Regions from separate parts of the Triticum aestivum genome. Here region 2 is linked to region 1. A link is a contact called in public Hi-C data. All regions are on one chromosome and are shown on one strand. Each heading gives the region's core, a stretch centred on a gene start, on an enhancer-like site or on the middle of the called end of the contact. The rest is flanking DNA. Distances are from core to core; before and after follow the strand shown.

The links. A called contact is a pair of places that touch in the nucleus more often than the background predicts.
Region 2: a Hi-C map of leaf shows a contact between it and region 1, with 7 times the contacts expected there. The contact joins the promoter of LOC123137580 here to the promoter of LOC123137577 in region 1. A contact is called at or near these places in 2 of 5 Hi-C or Micro-C datasets (both in leaf).

The regions. Positions count from the first base shown.
Region 1 is chr6B:480,774,870-480,779,585 of IWGSC CS RefSeq v2.1, forward strand. LOC123137577 (probable metal-nicotianamine transporter YSL14) reads right to left here and starts at 2,830. Exons shown (of 6, transcript XM_044557394.1): 1 at 2,254-2,830; 2 at 674-837; 3 at 403-500; 4 at 186-320. The coding sequence starts at 2,704.
Region 2 is chr6B:481,220,298-481,225,013 of IWGSC CS RefSeq v2.1, forward strand. It overlaps LOC123137580 (protein BOLA1, chloroplastic), which reads left to right and starts at 2,620. Exons shown (of 2, transcript XM_044557398.1): 1 at 2,620-2,851; 2 at 3,756-4,234. The coding sequence starts at 3,783. The coding sequence ends at 4,091. TRNAF-GAA (transfer RNA phenylalanine (anticodon GAA)) reads left to right here and starts at 2,628; the gene lies at 2,628-2,700.

The sequences.
Region 1 (4,716 bases), core at 1,580-4,079:
CAGACACTAGACATTATCTTGCAGCCGGTAAATAAGCATAAATAATTTCCACCATGACTATAGAAGAAAAACATAGTGTAGCAAGATGTAGACGTTTCTGTAGATACATTAGTCAGGTTATTTCCAGATATTGGACAAATCATAATCAATGCTGTCAGCAGAACCAAGATGATGTCATTACTGACCTATTCTTGTAAGCTTCAAGGCCTAATGTTGGGAAGTTCTTGAAACCGCAGTCATCGCCACCACTGAAGAACCATTGGAAAAAGCCCCAGAAAAAGCTCAACATAAAGTACCTGCCCAGTATCTTTACTTGCTTCCTGAAACAAGATGGTCACTGCTGTCAGCAAAGTTTTTTGGCACTTGTATAAGCAGTAGAGAACAGAACTGTTATCAACATACTTTGCAAGCTTGGCGCCCTCAGGTGTGTGAAAACCATTGATGAGATAAGCAGTTGCTGTGCCACTTGGATAGGTCAGCTTGTAGTCGACAATCATGATCTGGAAGAGCAACTCAGCTGATGAGAACAAAGTTTGCTTGTACTCCCTCTGTAAAGAAATATAAGAGTGTTTAGATCACTAAAGTAGTGATCTAAACGCTCTTATATTTCTTTACGGAGGGAGTATACAGTTATTTAGTAAGAACAAAGGGAGAAACATGTTGAAGGCCTTACTTTTCTCATGGGCACAAGAGCAAAAATCCCAATAAAACTGACGAGGAAAAGAAAGCCTATCATCCATCCAAGGTGAGGTTCCTTGATGTTCCAAGCATCATTAGCCTCCGTTGCTTGCTTAGCTATTGTGTCACTCATTCCAAACAGATAACTGCCAAACCCACCTGACCAATCGTAACAAATAAGAAAAGCAACATGTCAATTAGCCAAAGTAATTTGTTTGTGCATAATGACATACTAGCAAGTACAGTTTCACAAGGCAGGCAGATCGATCAGCAAAGATAAATAGGGTTATGTGCTAATGTACTTTCCACAATTACAGAAATTAATCAAGCAGTTGATTTCATGCATCGTATGATTTCCTCATCTTACGAATTATGATCATATATTTTTGCGAATCATCCCATGACCAATTTGAAACATAGATAATCAGTTAATCATCGCTCACCATCCTGGAAATTCCTATTTGATACTGGTGCAGTTGAAAGAGAAACAGAAGCATATGTAAAGCTGCTGACAAGAATTTCCACATAGTAGACCGACTTATGAACAAAGGACATTTGTGTCCATTTTCAAATCAGCAACGCGTATGCACTGTCACGGGGACTCTCAAGTCTGTGAAATGAAATCAGCGACTATCACATGAAAGTATTCCCATATAAGCTTGAACGTACATGTAACATGGTTCCAAAATAAACCCACAGACCATACTAGTTGTTTATGTTCATGTGGACTCAATGCTTCACATGCATGCGTCATGTCTATCATAGATAAATAAATACTAGAAAACAATGAGCCGTGCATCTATCTATTTTAAGGTGAGAAGTCAAACCAAGCACGCTCCTCCATTTGCAGCTTGTCCTCAACACTAGCTGTAATTTGCCTCTCCATCCTTATCACCAGCGCCAAAACTTCAAAAGATGTTGTTGACCATTGCACCTACTTGGTTCACTCATTCACCTAATGAACCAACCAAAAATGGTCCCTAATTTCGTCCTAGATGCTTCACAGTTCAGTCAGGTGCACGCAAGTACCATCGTCTCCAACATCTAGTTCGGAAGATTGGAAAAACAAAAGGCACACTGCAGTCCACCTAACACACCTATCAAACCACAAAGTCCGAATCCAAGAAGTTTCTTGTGTTGTGCTTTCCCTATCGTTGCTCTCATCATAAGCCCACTTTGGAGGATTTGAATGCGACTGGTTCGTATTTTTCCTTGGGGGCAAAAGAAACAATGGATTCCCTGATGCCCCAAGCCACCAACCCACTAGTGCAAATCGCTATGCCTATGCCCACCTCTACCTCCTGAGCCCAGATCTGCATCGTGCTCCTCCTTATCCCCCATAGCCCAGATTACGACGAATCCCAAAGCTATCGACATACACGCACGAACGAAATGGATTCGTCTACTGGTCAATGTCAGACAAACTTTCCATACGAAGGTAAGAGCACGAAATTGAGGCGTTGAAGCAAAGCCGACACTCAAACTTGACATTCGCAAAAAAACCAATGTTCCTAGCACGCTTCAATTGTAATTTGTAACTGTAACCGAGTGTAGTGGAAGGTTGGGGGAGGTTACCGCTGAAGGCGATGCCGTAGGCGGAGACGACGCAGGTCTGGATGACGGTGTTCTCCTGGCGGGTGAAGGGCTGGCCGACGAGGCCCATCCGCTCGAAGGCGTTGGTCCAGAGGCGGACGAAGAAGAAGCCGAGCAGCCCCGCGGAGACGTTGAGCGAGGGGATGATCCCCGTGGTGAGGTTGAGCTTCATGACGATGACGCTGAACATGACGGCGAGCAGCGCGCTGACGACCAAGGCCCGCAGCGTGAGCTGCTCCCTCCACGACGGCACCGCCTTGTCCGCGAAGACCTGCTCCACCGAGGCGTCCTCGGGGCTGGCGCCGCCATTGGCGGCCTCGCCCGCGCCCTTGCCCGCGTGGCCGTGGCGGTGGCGGAGCGTGGGGCCCGTGTTCCCCGCCGCCTCCGCCACCTCGTCGTCCCCGGCGGCGCCGTGGGTGGTGCGCGTGGCCATTGGCTTGGCCGCTTGGACTCGCGGTGCTTGCTTCGTTGGAGTGGTGGTGGTGGTGGTGGTGGGGGAGAGAAAATGCTGGGGCGCGATGGCTACGGCCCGGCCCAGGCGTCAGGCGTGAGCTGTCTCTCTGTGCTGCGCTGTGCCAGGCAATATTTATTGAGGGTGTGGCCCGTGCAGGTGCAGCAGCGGGTGGTGTGCCGTGGGGGTGGCGTCCCCCGAGGCGCTTGACGACCGTCGTGATGGGATCGGACGGGCAGGATTGCTGGTGGCCGGGTAGTATTTGATTTGATTTGATTTGTCGTCTCCAGGATGCATGGGCCGGCCGAACCGCACGCACCGTTTCTTATCGAGCTCCTTCCTTCCACGTATGGTGTAGCGACGCCTTCCTCAATCAAATCAAACGATATAGTAATACGTAGTAGCAGATTGTAATCTCTCTCTCTCTTTAATCAACGAACCTTGCTATGCGTAGGACAAGTTCCTGTACAACACTATACGATTAGAGACAACCATAAATAATTCAGTTTGTGGGCCATAGCATGCAGAGATGATTTCCTCTCTTATCGTACTGCTCGGACGAGAAAAGCATCGTATGCAGAGCAGTTTCGTTAATCAACAAAGGAACGATCTACTACTACTATTACATTTGCGATTTCTTATTTTAGCTGGTGATGTGATGTACTTGATCCCAGCTCTCGTCAATTAGTTAGTTGATTATTAGTGGAGATATGAGCTCAGCATATACTAGGCATTATGCCGCGTTTACGTACGTCTTGGGAGAGCTATGCCGTGTTCACGCTGAGGTCTGTATGCTTATGGCTGTATCATTTGCGCGCATAACATTCGTACGCGGTCTCTTTTCTTTCTTCATTTGCTCTCGCCGTCAATCATTGCGAGGCAGAACCAGCCTCCTTCGTTATCTCGTCGAGCCATCTGGAGACAGGAAGCACCGCGACGCGACGCAACATGGAGCGCATCTCGAAGAATTATCTTTTGCATCTTCCGAGTGGATCAGCCCGGCTGTCAGCCGTCGTGGACCTGGACATGGACCACCATTTTCCGCCAAGGCTCGTCATTGCTTCCCATCCCGGAGCTTGCCTGCCTGGGCACGCCGCGCATGTCTCGCAAGCTCTCGACCACTGTTCACCCCACATCCGGGCTGCTATCATGCACAGTCCGACTTGTTGGAATCAAGGCTGGAATTTGTGGTCGGCTCACTTAGAAACAGCCAATGGATCGTTGATCGGTTCGCATGTGGGAAAGCGACCGCAGAGCAGCGGTTGGATCCAAGTTGGGCGCCGCGGCGGCAATAGGGATGGATGCTGTATACGCTGTTGGCGGTCGCGATCTTGTTTGAAAAGAGATGATCGAAATTGATCTCACGGCGGAAAACACAAGCCGGGCTGGCTGGAGGAGCGCGCATCAGACGTCCGAATCACCTTCAGGCGGCACGCCACGGCCAGCCACGCACGCGCGCGCCCCCGAAGGAAGAAGCCCTCACGCACGCATCCGACCATCTGAAAGCAACCTTGCCACGATGCGACTATAGATGCTAAGCTGGATGGAGTTCGATCGGTAGTTTGTGCTGCTCTATATGATAGTATGATATATTCAGATTCCTGATAAGATACGGCACGGCAAGAGCATCTTCTTTTTGATAAATGACATTTTAATTAAATTGATATATCAAGGTGATACAACCGCATTCAAAAAATGTCCGACCTCTGCATAACATGATGTACACAGGCAATAAGTTCAAATGACCAAAAAATAAACATAGTTTTGCAGCAAAAATAAATCAATCCAGCCTAGGGTGGGGCAGATCCTATAGAAAGATTACATCGCCATCCATGGAGAGGGGAAACCTCCCTGGCGGTACGCTCCAGTGGTGTAGACGCCATCATAAAAAAGTCTCTGTCCTCCGACTTCTGTAGGATAGACTAAAAGTACGGAGTCATCCGTACATGCATGAATAATCTGCACATGAGAAGAACCACATTTATTATTAAAAA
Region 2 (4,716 bases), core at 1,370-3,869, 450 kb after region 1:
TCCATCTGATCTGGATCTAGGTGGCCTGTGGGGTCTGGTTTGTTGGTTGTGGGTAGTCCTGTTGTCGGTGGGTCCCGGAGGCTGTTGGGCACCATGGAGGTACCGACGGCGAGGTGTGTGCTCGGCTTGGTAGTGCCAACCGTTTTTGCAGTGGTGCTACTGTTCATAGGCGGCTTCTATGCCAAGGTGTTTCGGCAGCGGCAATCTGAACTAATAGGGACGATGTTACACCTGTTTCGATGGGTTTCGGATGTGGCTGCCGGTGATATAGATGAAAATCTTGTTGAGCTATGGTCGGTGCCATCGGTGGTGACACTCGTGGTTTTGTTCCCTTCCTAGGAGGAGTTGTTATAGTGTGTCGACACCTCACTCCCTCTTCTTTGGTTTGTTGTCTCCAGGAAAAAGTCTAGATTTAGATCCGAACCGGCGATGGCGGCATCCTCGTCATCATTTCTTTGTTGGGAGCATTGTTTTTTGAGGCATTGCTTGGAGGTTCTCTATTGCTCGCCGTTGTTCCAGATTGTTCTTCAGGGGCGTTATACACACCGTCTTAGGTGAGACCAAGACGATGGCCTTCTTGGGGCTATCGGAGTCCCGTCATTCACCTGGCAACTATTTTAGACACTCAGAGATGACATGTATCTGAAATCCTATGAAAAGGAATAAAAAATAAGATGCCCTTTGGTTCACATGGTAGGGTTTTTTTCATTGAGTCCAGCCTAATGTTTATTTTCCTATGAAATAGGAAAAAATTTCTTCATAGGAATATGATTCTATTCCTACAAACCAAAGGGCTCTAAAGAAAATTTTTCTATACAAATTCTATCCTATGGGATTCCTACAAAGCAAAGGAGTTCTCGAGGGGTTTGGTGCGTCGGCAAGCATAGCTCAATTTAGAACAAGTTTTTTTATTGTGTTCGTTCCAATTGAAGTGGTATTTACTTCTCATCGGGTTATGATGAAAACTTGTCTTGTATAGTTCACTATGCCTACTCTAAAGATAGGACATCAATTTGTGCGCGCTGGAGAAAAGAAGTTTGAAAAGGGGCATTCAGTGAAAGAAAAATAGTCTTGTTACATATCAGCCTACTGAGACTTAGTTAAGTCTCAGTCAATACTATATCCATGAAATTTTATAGTGAGCTATTGAGATTCTTTCTTCAGATTTTTTTTTATCAGGAGACTTAGTTAAGTCTCAGTCGATGCTATATCCATGGGATCTTATATTGAGATCAGTGTAATTTTTTTCTTCAGATCTTTTTACATGTTATTTCACTTGACTGAGATTTGGTTAAACCTCAGTTGACTAAGATCAAGATACACCCATAAAAAACATCAACTGATAAGTGTCACAGGTGTGACACAAAGCATTACGACACTCACTTTTTACAATTAAAATTGTCATCTGAAAAGAAAAAGGAAACCCCGAAAAACTGAAACTTGCCATTGGAAAAGTTGTCATGCTTGGAGCTGCCATGTGTTCATACCACACGTGCATAATGATCCCCGGCCTAGCTTGAGCTCGCAGTTTAGTTTTTTCACAAGCTATAAAATTCTGGACAACTTTGGATGTTTTACTTCAGTAACAAGTGGTGATGCATGTACACCGAACAATGGTCGTGGCTGCCCGACTTAATCTTGCGTGAAACCTGCAAGTGCAAGCCAGTGCAGTACGTACGCGAAGACAGGCCTGTGACACGTCAGGTCCTCCGCTGGGCGACGCGGAAATATGCATCTGCATGCAAGCAAAGCCTCCTGCAAGCTACAGTAAAAGCGACATAGGCGCAGACAGACCGGGGTGACCGAGACCCGTCAGAGCGCCAGGCAAACCGCTGTTGGCACACATCTCAGAGCACACGCGAACGCGAGCGCTCGCTGATCAGATCGGATGCCGCAGACTGGCGTGCAATGCATGCCCGTCCGTCCTCTTGCCGTGTCACAGGAGCTGGTTGGTGGCCACCAGCTGCCCCCGCCCTCTCTTTGCCATTGGAGACGGTACTACTACTACCACGCGCATGTGCCGACCTGCGCGCACTGTCGTCTATGCGCGTCAGTGCATGGTTCGCCGCTCGCCCGCCCGCCGTGTGGTCAAAACATGGCCAGTTCTCCGGTGAATCGTAGTATGCTTCCGTCGGTGGTGCACGGCTGTATGTAGCGCGCGGGTCGCCGGGGAGCCTCGTCGCTGGCGGTCTCGCTCGGCCCGTACCTTTTGGTGTGCCGTGCTGCGCGTCGCCTGCGCCTGCTCCAGTGGATAAGCTGACTGGCTGGCTGGCTGGCTGGGGAGATAAAGCCATCAGCTCCGTCACGGTCGACCAGCCTTGCCCTGCCGTGCGCCACACGGGAGTAGGCTCTTTTCTTCTCCCCTGAAAAGCCGTGTCCAAATATCGTTGACTGTTTTCGTGCGGTGTGAATTGCCCCTCTGAGTCAAATTTATGAGGCCCAGTAGAAGGATGTATGTTGGATTTGCTCGCATTGCAACGTTTTATCTGTCTAGTATAACTGACATGAAGGAAGAGCATTTGCGGCATAGTGAAACATGATGCAGATTCTTACAGTGATAGGGTTCGAAGCTGGAACTAAATAAAAGGTAAGGGACATGTAGTGCTAAGTTTGCCTGAAATCACAAAGCGGGGATAGCTCAGTTGGGAGAGCGTCAGACTGAAGATCTGAAGGTCGCGTGTTCGATCCACGCTCACCGCATACATCTATTTTTTTCTCCTATACGAAAATTCTACTATATATACTCGGGCTTTTTATTGTTCCGCTGCTTTCCCCTTCTCCACCCTTAAGCCGCCGTCTTCCTCCTCGACTTCCGACCGCAACACACGACGCCACAACTTCCAGCAACGACGTAAGTTCTACCTTTTCTTTTCTTTGTTTATTACTGCGTATTGCTCCAGCGCGCTCCCCTCCCACGAAAATTTTGTACCGCCAGCTGATCTTATCTCCATTACCCTAGAACCCTAGAACCTTTTCGTTTTCGCTGCAAGCTTCTCGTCAGATCCGCTTCATAAATACTCCAGATGCCTACTAATTTCACTAATAGGAGTGAGATATTTGACTTCGTAGTAGTCTTTTTCCGCCTCAGTTTGCGCCTCTGATCCATCCATGTAAGGACGGTCCAATTTCACCATCTAGGTTTTGATTTTAATTCTCAAAAAAAATGAATCTAGGTTTTGATTTTGTGTCCGATTGCATCATCTAGGTTTTGATTATGTATCTGGGGCTTACGAGTCACAACATAGAAGGAAACACGGTTTGAAATTCTAAAAGTTAGCATCAGTGTTGTTATGCTGTTTTTGATCCGTTCCAGTTGGATGGTAATTTTGTCAATCAAGGGAAGATAAACTATTTTCTGTCTCTTGAATTCATATTAGTTGTTTAAGAAATTAGAATCTACAAATGGACACTGGGACCAGCCGGTGTTACAAGAACAGATTTATGCTACTCCCTCCGTCCTAAAATAAGTGTCAACTTTGTACTAGCTCTACGACAAATTTGTACTAAGCTCAAGACACTTATTTTGGGACTGAGGGAGTACATGATAGTATTTTTTTATGACTTTGGGGAATGAACATTTGAGATTAGTTTAGGCCAAGGCATTTTTCTTGTTTGTGTTATACAACTCTGGCCTTGGAGTGGGGGCTGCTGGTTCAATGTCAATCCATTGCTTATGTATAAGAATCATGTAACATGCTATTGCTATTACACTTGCAATGGTGATTACTTGCATAACCAATATATTCTTCTTTTAGGCAGTTGCTCTTGAATCAGGCTGAAAAATGATGGGTTCGCGAGGTACCAGTGTTGTGCTCTCAAGAGCTGCTCGGATGAGGCAAAAGCTGCAGTCTGCTTTGGAGGCCAGTGCACTAGATATTGAAGATGTTTCTTACCAACATGCTGGGCATGCGGCTGTCAAGGACAATGCAAATGAGACGCATTTTAACATCAAGGTAATTTCACCCAAGTTTGAAGGGCAGAGCCTTGTGAAGCGTCATAGGATGGTGTATGATCTCTTGACCGATGAGTTGAACTCGGGTCTTCATGCTATCTCCATTGTTGCGAAAACTCCAACAGAGTCGGGATCATGAATGTAATTTTTCTCGACTCGATTAGTGTTTGTTCCGAAATAAGTTGATTGCAGCAATAGCATGTAGCCACGAATCGGTTTGTAAAGCAATGTTATGGCATGCATATTTCTTCATGATAAAGACATACTGTTGCCTTGGTTGAAGTGTGAATTTCTCTATGTGCATGATTGCCTGCGGCCATTAACTTACGGAAACTTATCAAGTACTCCCTCTGTAAAGAAATATAAGAGCATTTTGATCACAAAAGTAGTGACCTAAACACTCTTATTTCTTTACCGAGGGAGTACAAATTTCTCTGCTGGAAGCATTTGTCATTTAAGAAAAAGGGGGATTCACAAGCTGAAGTCTAAGCTTATGAATATAAGATGTAATATGTGTCATGATTCATGAAAGTGAGACTAAGGTAATTTTTCTATTTCTGAAAGTGTATTTTGACTGCAAAGCTAATATAGTCGAAGCACAATTAGCAAAGCTAAGCCTATTCAGCCATGAATTGTCTGTCTTCCAGCCGCATTTTCTGTGTTCGATGGCTTAAATGCTTAATTAAGCATAATCTAAGATCTGGATGAACTCAAACTCTCAAGCTCTGAAAATCCTAATTTGCACTCACTCTTTGGCCCCCTCT